Regions from separate parts of the Sus scrofa genome. Here region 2 is linked to region 1. A link is a contact called in public HiChIP or PLAC-seq data. All regions are on one chromosome and are shown on one strand. The core of a region is the stretch at or near the end of the contact, and the rest is flanking DNA. Distances in the headings are between cores, read along the strand shown. Region 1 overlaps BZW2 (basic leucine zipper and W2 domains 2). Region 2 overlaps AHR (aryl hydrocarbon receptor).

Region 1 (2,700 bases), core at 125-2,624:
GGGATTATGCAGCTATTATGAGTGGGAGCCAACAGGCCACTGGTTCAACTAGTCTTTTCCTGTAATATGAATATAAAATCAACCCTTTTGTTTGCCTTAAAATTAAGACTTACATACATTAACCCAGTACTTAATACCATATTATGTAATCTGCAATAAATGGGGAAAGCACCATAAAATGGGACATACTGATAATGAATAGTAAATCTCTTGGACAGATGAAATATTTTGACAACCACAGCAGCCTGGTAGACAGCCCCTTGTGTGGAAATAACCATTAATTTCTGGAACTTCCTGGAGGATTCTGAATCAATACTTTGAAATTGAGCTAATGGTATAAAAAGAGCATCAAATTCACAATAATAGACAAAGAAAGGTCTCCTAAAGGAAGGTAAAGGTGCTGCACGGGCTCACGGCAATGTGAGCCCACGGTCCCCACCTCCTTGATGGGGCATTCCTGAGAAAGACGCTCTTGGAGCTCCTTCTGCAGCTCCTTCCTGGTGCCCAGGGACTGCTGGACTCTGAGGAAGTCAGAAAGCTCCTTCAGACCTGCGTCAGTGAAGTATTTAGCAAAATGATCCACACTCTGCCTGTTAACTGGAAAGAGTTCCTGAGAGAGAAAAGAGATACTGTTATACAACAAGCTATTCAAATTCCAGCAAGCATAAAGAACAAAATTTTCATATTAAAGTAGCACTTAGAATATCGCCTATTTGGAAAAAAAAGGATTGGTTTTTCAAAAGAATAAATCTTGGGCTTACATTTTTAGCATTTGCTAAGCACCTTCCAAAATTAGGCAATCTGACAAAGAAAGAGAATAGAAAATGCTAAGCAACTTACATAAACTACTTTCCCTCATTTGGAAACTGTTATTCCCCTTTTTTTTTTAACTTTAATCAAAGTATTAGCATGTATAAATACAGAGCTAAACTTGCTAAATTAAATACAAATAGCATGATAACTCTGAATAACATATGGATTGTTTTAAACTCACAGGAAAAAAACCATTAATCACTGTTTCCTTAATTATGAGTTAACAGACAAAGGCTAGTTTTTGTAATGTTGAAATGATTCAAGATATTAGAAAACAACACTGACTATTATCATCTCAAGGACCTCTATTCACATTCTAAGAAAATGCTATTATTCTAAAAAACTAGCTCAAGAGCTAAAGAGAATTTTTGTTATATCTGTTAATGATGGTGGCTCTAAATTATGTTCATGGCCAGATCTAATGTAAACCTGCCCTATCAACTCTTCAATTCATTACATAATTCTGCTGGAAATTTTTAAAAAGAGCAATACACTATAGCTGCTGTCATATTTTTCCCTCATTTCCATTTCACCTTACACAGTTTGGCAGAGTCTTAGTAACAACACTTAGTCATGTTCTAATTCTGTGTGACTCCAACACCCAACTAAGAAAGTAAGGCAGTTTTCAAGCTCTTACATTTTTCAGACTGCTGCAGAGTCTACAAAATAGATCCAAACTTTTATGATGGTTAGATTTGAGTGTGCATGTGTGTGGTCAATGGCTATGTGGCTTCAATAAAAATCTCAGCAGAAAAAACTGTCATGAGTTTGCCACCAGGTATAGTAACAGATCCAGATGGCTTCTATGTCATGACTCAAATTTCAATAGTCTCTATATCATCATCCATAATTTGCCTTGATGAGTCATGAGTTTCAAAATGTCAGAGCAGAGCTGGTGGGAGCAGCTATCAAACACGCATTTGTGTTAAAGCAAACATTTCAAACCTGAGTGAAATGTTGTCACCAATATCTGTTCTAGCTTTGAAGAGGTCCTCCAAATTTGAGGGGCAGGGAACTAATTCAATATTGGATTTCTTCTGTGAACCAAGATGTGGTGGGCAGATTACTCATACTTGTGTAATATATTAATTTTCATAGAAAAATAAACTGTCTTAACAAGGTTAAGCAGCTTGACCCATATTACGCAGCAGGAAATATTTAAGGACATAGCTATGCAATCCCCAAAGGCAATAATTACTCTGCTACTCATGTCAGCATTCAATATTCAACTTAGGAAGAATGTGACTACAAAGTCTGATCAAAGATTATGTTTAGAGTAATATGTCAAACATGTTATTGGTGGTTTATTTATGAATGATATCTAAAGTCCTTATGAATGATACATAATATAGTGAAAATTACTATTGAGGTTAAACTGAGGCAAAATCAGTGTAAATCAGATTATGACATTTACAAACTTGGAACGTGGTCTGCATTTGTTAGAAAAATCCTACCCAGGTACAAAACTTCTATCACCTTATCCCTAAGTTACAGTCTCTCTGCTTCTGCCCTTTGTTCCTGAATCTACTCCCAATGCAACAGGCAGTGATTCTGTCAAAACCCCAAATCACACTATGCACATGCTGCAGAGAAGTCTCCCCAAATTTCCTATCTTACTCAGAATAAAGGCTAAAGTTCCTGGATGATATAGGACCCACTATGAGTCTTAGCTGATCGTCTACACTTTTGCTCTTGCCAGGTACCCTCTCTCTTGCTGACCTGACACATCAAGCCTCAAAGCCTCTGCATTTGCTGTTGCCTTTATCTGGCATCCTCTTGCTGGAGCTCCCCAGATAGCTCACTCCCTGACACAAATGTCACCTTATCAGAGAGGACTTCCCATAGTGCAATGGATGCACCTCGGTGCTTCCTACTAAGTGTTTTCCT
Region 2 (2,736 bases), core at 103-2,602, 590 kb before region 1:
TCACTTTTGCTATAAATAGGAGCAACCCTAAATAAAAACTTATCTTCATGATGCTTAGCTTCCAATATTTAATACTTTCATCCTGTCAGTGAAAACATCTCAAACCTGGTCCAGCCCCTCTGCAAGGTCCTCCAGCCATCTAATGGGCAAATCCAACATTAAGGCAAGAAAATATTTGACTTTAGTTACTGATATTTGTTGGGTGACAAATCTTAGAGGCTAACTGTGATTAATGATAAATTTTGCTTTTGTAACTGGTGGGTAATCTGACTTAATTATTAGTTATCATAGTTTGTGACTCAATTAAAAAATTCAATATAATCCCAACATTCAGCACAATTTTCATCTGAGTGAAAAGATATTTATGGTTAGGAGTAGAACTTGAGTTCAGAAATAAGAAATTGAACTTCATTACAAAGGCCTTAGCCAGGATTTCATAACAGAAATTCATTAAAGTGAATATAAATAGAGAGGATATTAAAAACCAAACAACATAATTTTTAGATCATGTTACTACACCCTCCCATTTGCCAGAAAAATAATTATTCAGAGAATTCTTTTGACAAAGACTTTTTTCCTCCAGTTTTATTGAGAAGACAAACACATCTGTGACAATTCAAATTAAATTACAGTATCTTAAAAAGTATAAACTGGCTTGAGTATAATGCTGTTAAGTTGATTCAATCAAAACATTTCTAGATAATTTATGCTTTTAATGGTATGAGCCAACATGAAGAAGTAATGCTTTATACAAAGAAATTATAGAAAGTAATGTGAAAATTTAACACATTTTTTACTGTCCCTAACCAGTAATTTCTTCAGAACTTGTCTGTTTCTATTTTTTCTATTATACCTCATGTTATTCCTGCAAAAAAATAAGAGTAATAAATTGGTAAAGTGGCATACTTTCCACTAGATACTTTCTCCAGACTATTTAAATAATTGCATACTTAATAGAAATTGGTGACTATTTATCTAGCTCTTTTCCCTAATCATATTACATGTATAATCAAATTCAAGTCACACCTAATTACTGCATTTCTCCAATTAATCAACTGAATTTCAACTTTTATCTCTAATACATGTCTACCTCATTGAATAATTTTCCTCTGACTCATCATCTGTTAAATATTTATTTGCAACTATCATGTCCTAGCAGTTTAGGAAATCATTCTTCCACATATTCAAAATGTGTTATAGGAGCTAAGTACAATGAACAACTGCTAGAAGAGATGGAGCTGGGTTCTGTAAGATGAACAGGACTGCAGGAGGCAGCATGGTGAGGAATGGTGACCTGGCACAGGGCCTTTGAATTGTGAAGCACCAGCTGCAAGAGAGACAAGGACGGAGCTGGCCAGGGCCACATTCCTTCAACAGATAGTGACCTCCCCACACACACCATGTGCCAAGCACAGAACACTGAGTAGTGAACAAAACGTACTGAAGCTCCTGTTCTTCTGAGGCTTACATCCTGATGGGAGGATACATAAATACATAAATGAATAAATAAATGAACAAGCACATAACTTTCCAAGCTGGTAAGTGTTAAGAAGAAAAATAAACCAAGATAAGGAAGTAAGGAGTGATGGGTGCTGGTTTTGACAGACAGCCAGGGAAGGTCTCTGATGTGATGTTTCATGAACATCTCAACATCAACAGACATGAACAGGGGAGGAGTGAGCCTTGTGGGTATCTGATGAAAAAAAGTCCATGAAAGAGGAAATCACAAGTGCCCCCTCAGAAATGGTATCGAACTGACCTTTGGTATCTGGGAGTCATCTTAAGTTTTCAGCCAGGTTTTAGATAACCAGTCTTTTTTTTTTTTTTTTTTGGTCTTTTTAGGGCCATACCTGCAGCATATGGAGGTCCCCAGGCTAGGGGTTGAATCAGAGCTGAAGCCACCGGCCTACACCACAGCCACAGCAATGCCAGCTCCAAGCCATGTCTGTGACCTACACCACAGTTCACAGCAACGCTGAATCCTTAACCCACTGAACAAGGCCAGAGATTGAACCTGCATCCTCATGGATACTAGTCAGGTTCGTTAACCTCTGAGCCATGACAGGAACTCCTATATGACCAGTCTTGTGTTTTAACAAGCTGACTATGGTGATGGAGAGGATGTAATGCAAGGCACATGGCACTGAAGCCAGCACTTCTTTCTGAAATATAAATCTGTCACTCCTCTGATTCAAGTTTTTCAGTAGCTCCATGCAGACCATGTTCCCGAACCTAGAGAACCAGACTCATCTGATCTTTCTATGGCTCCTCCCTATTCCTTTTGTGACTCCACAGAATCCCCTTGCTCTGTCTCACCAGCTTCGAGGTACTGCTCAATTAGATCACATCTGCAAAGTCTTCCCCGACCTACTCCCAATGGACTCCTGCCATACTACTACTTTATACTTTTTATGCAAAAGTCTTAAACAACCGTTCCATTAAGGAATATTCTGTGGAGATAGCATTTCTCATAATTGAAAATGAAATCCACTATTGCACTCTTGGTAGCTTTCCAGTAATGACTATACAACACTGGGGAGAAGAGAATAACACAAATGCTGACGCAAGACAAGCTACTATGACACAGAAAGAAATGACAATAACAGCAGAAGAAAGAGGTTTAGAGGTATTTCTCCATGTGATATGCTGCCCATCTTGTGCTGGCTCTTTGCAGCATTCAACCCTATCCTAGATGAGACTACGTCTTTACACAATGCAAAACTGGTCACAGCTCTA

What was found. HiChIP or PLAC-seq counts read pairs in DNA pulled down with a chosen protein or histone mark.
Region 2: a contact with region 1 is called in an H3K27ac HiChIP or PLAC-seq map of alveolar macrophages. The contact joins two enhancer-like sites. A contact is called at or near these places in 2 of 5 promoter capture datasets (fetal liver and liver), 1 of 47 Hi-C or Micro-C datasets (embryonic fibroblasts) and 1 of 2 datasets of contacts at active chromatin or transcription factors (alveolar macrophages).

What each region holds. Positions count from the first base shown.
Region 1 is chr9:85,933,410-85,936,109 of Sscrofa11.1, reverse strand. It overlaps BZW2 (basic leucine zipper and W2 domains 2), which reads right to left. Exons shown (of 12, transcript NM_001245007.1): 8 at 440-610. Among named protein-coding and RNA genes, the nearest start is that of BZW2, 47 kb to the right of the region's middle. Within about 2 kb of position 1,374, at least 6 of the 83 cell types and tissues checked have an H3K27ac peak or open chromatin away from gene starts, as enhancers often do. A contact at or near this core is called in alveolar macrophages, where this site is marked.
Region 2 is chr9:86,520,252-86,522,987 of Sscrofa11.1, reverse strand. All of the region lies in intron 1 of AHR (aryl hydrocarbon receptor), which reads right to left. Among named protein-coding and RNA genes, the nearest start is that of AHR, 9.8 kb to the right of the region's middle. Within about 2 kb of position 1,352, at least 19 of the 83 cell types and tissues checked have an H3K27ac peak or open chromatin away from gene starts, as enhancers often do. A contact at or near this core is called in alveolar macrophages, where this site is marked.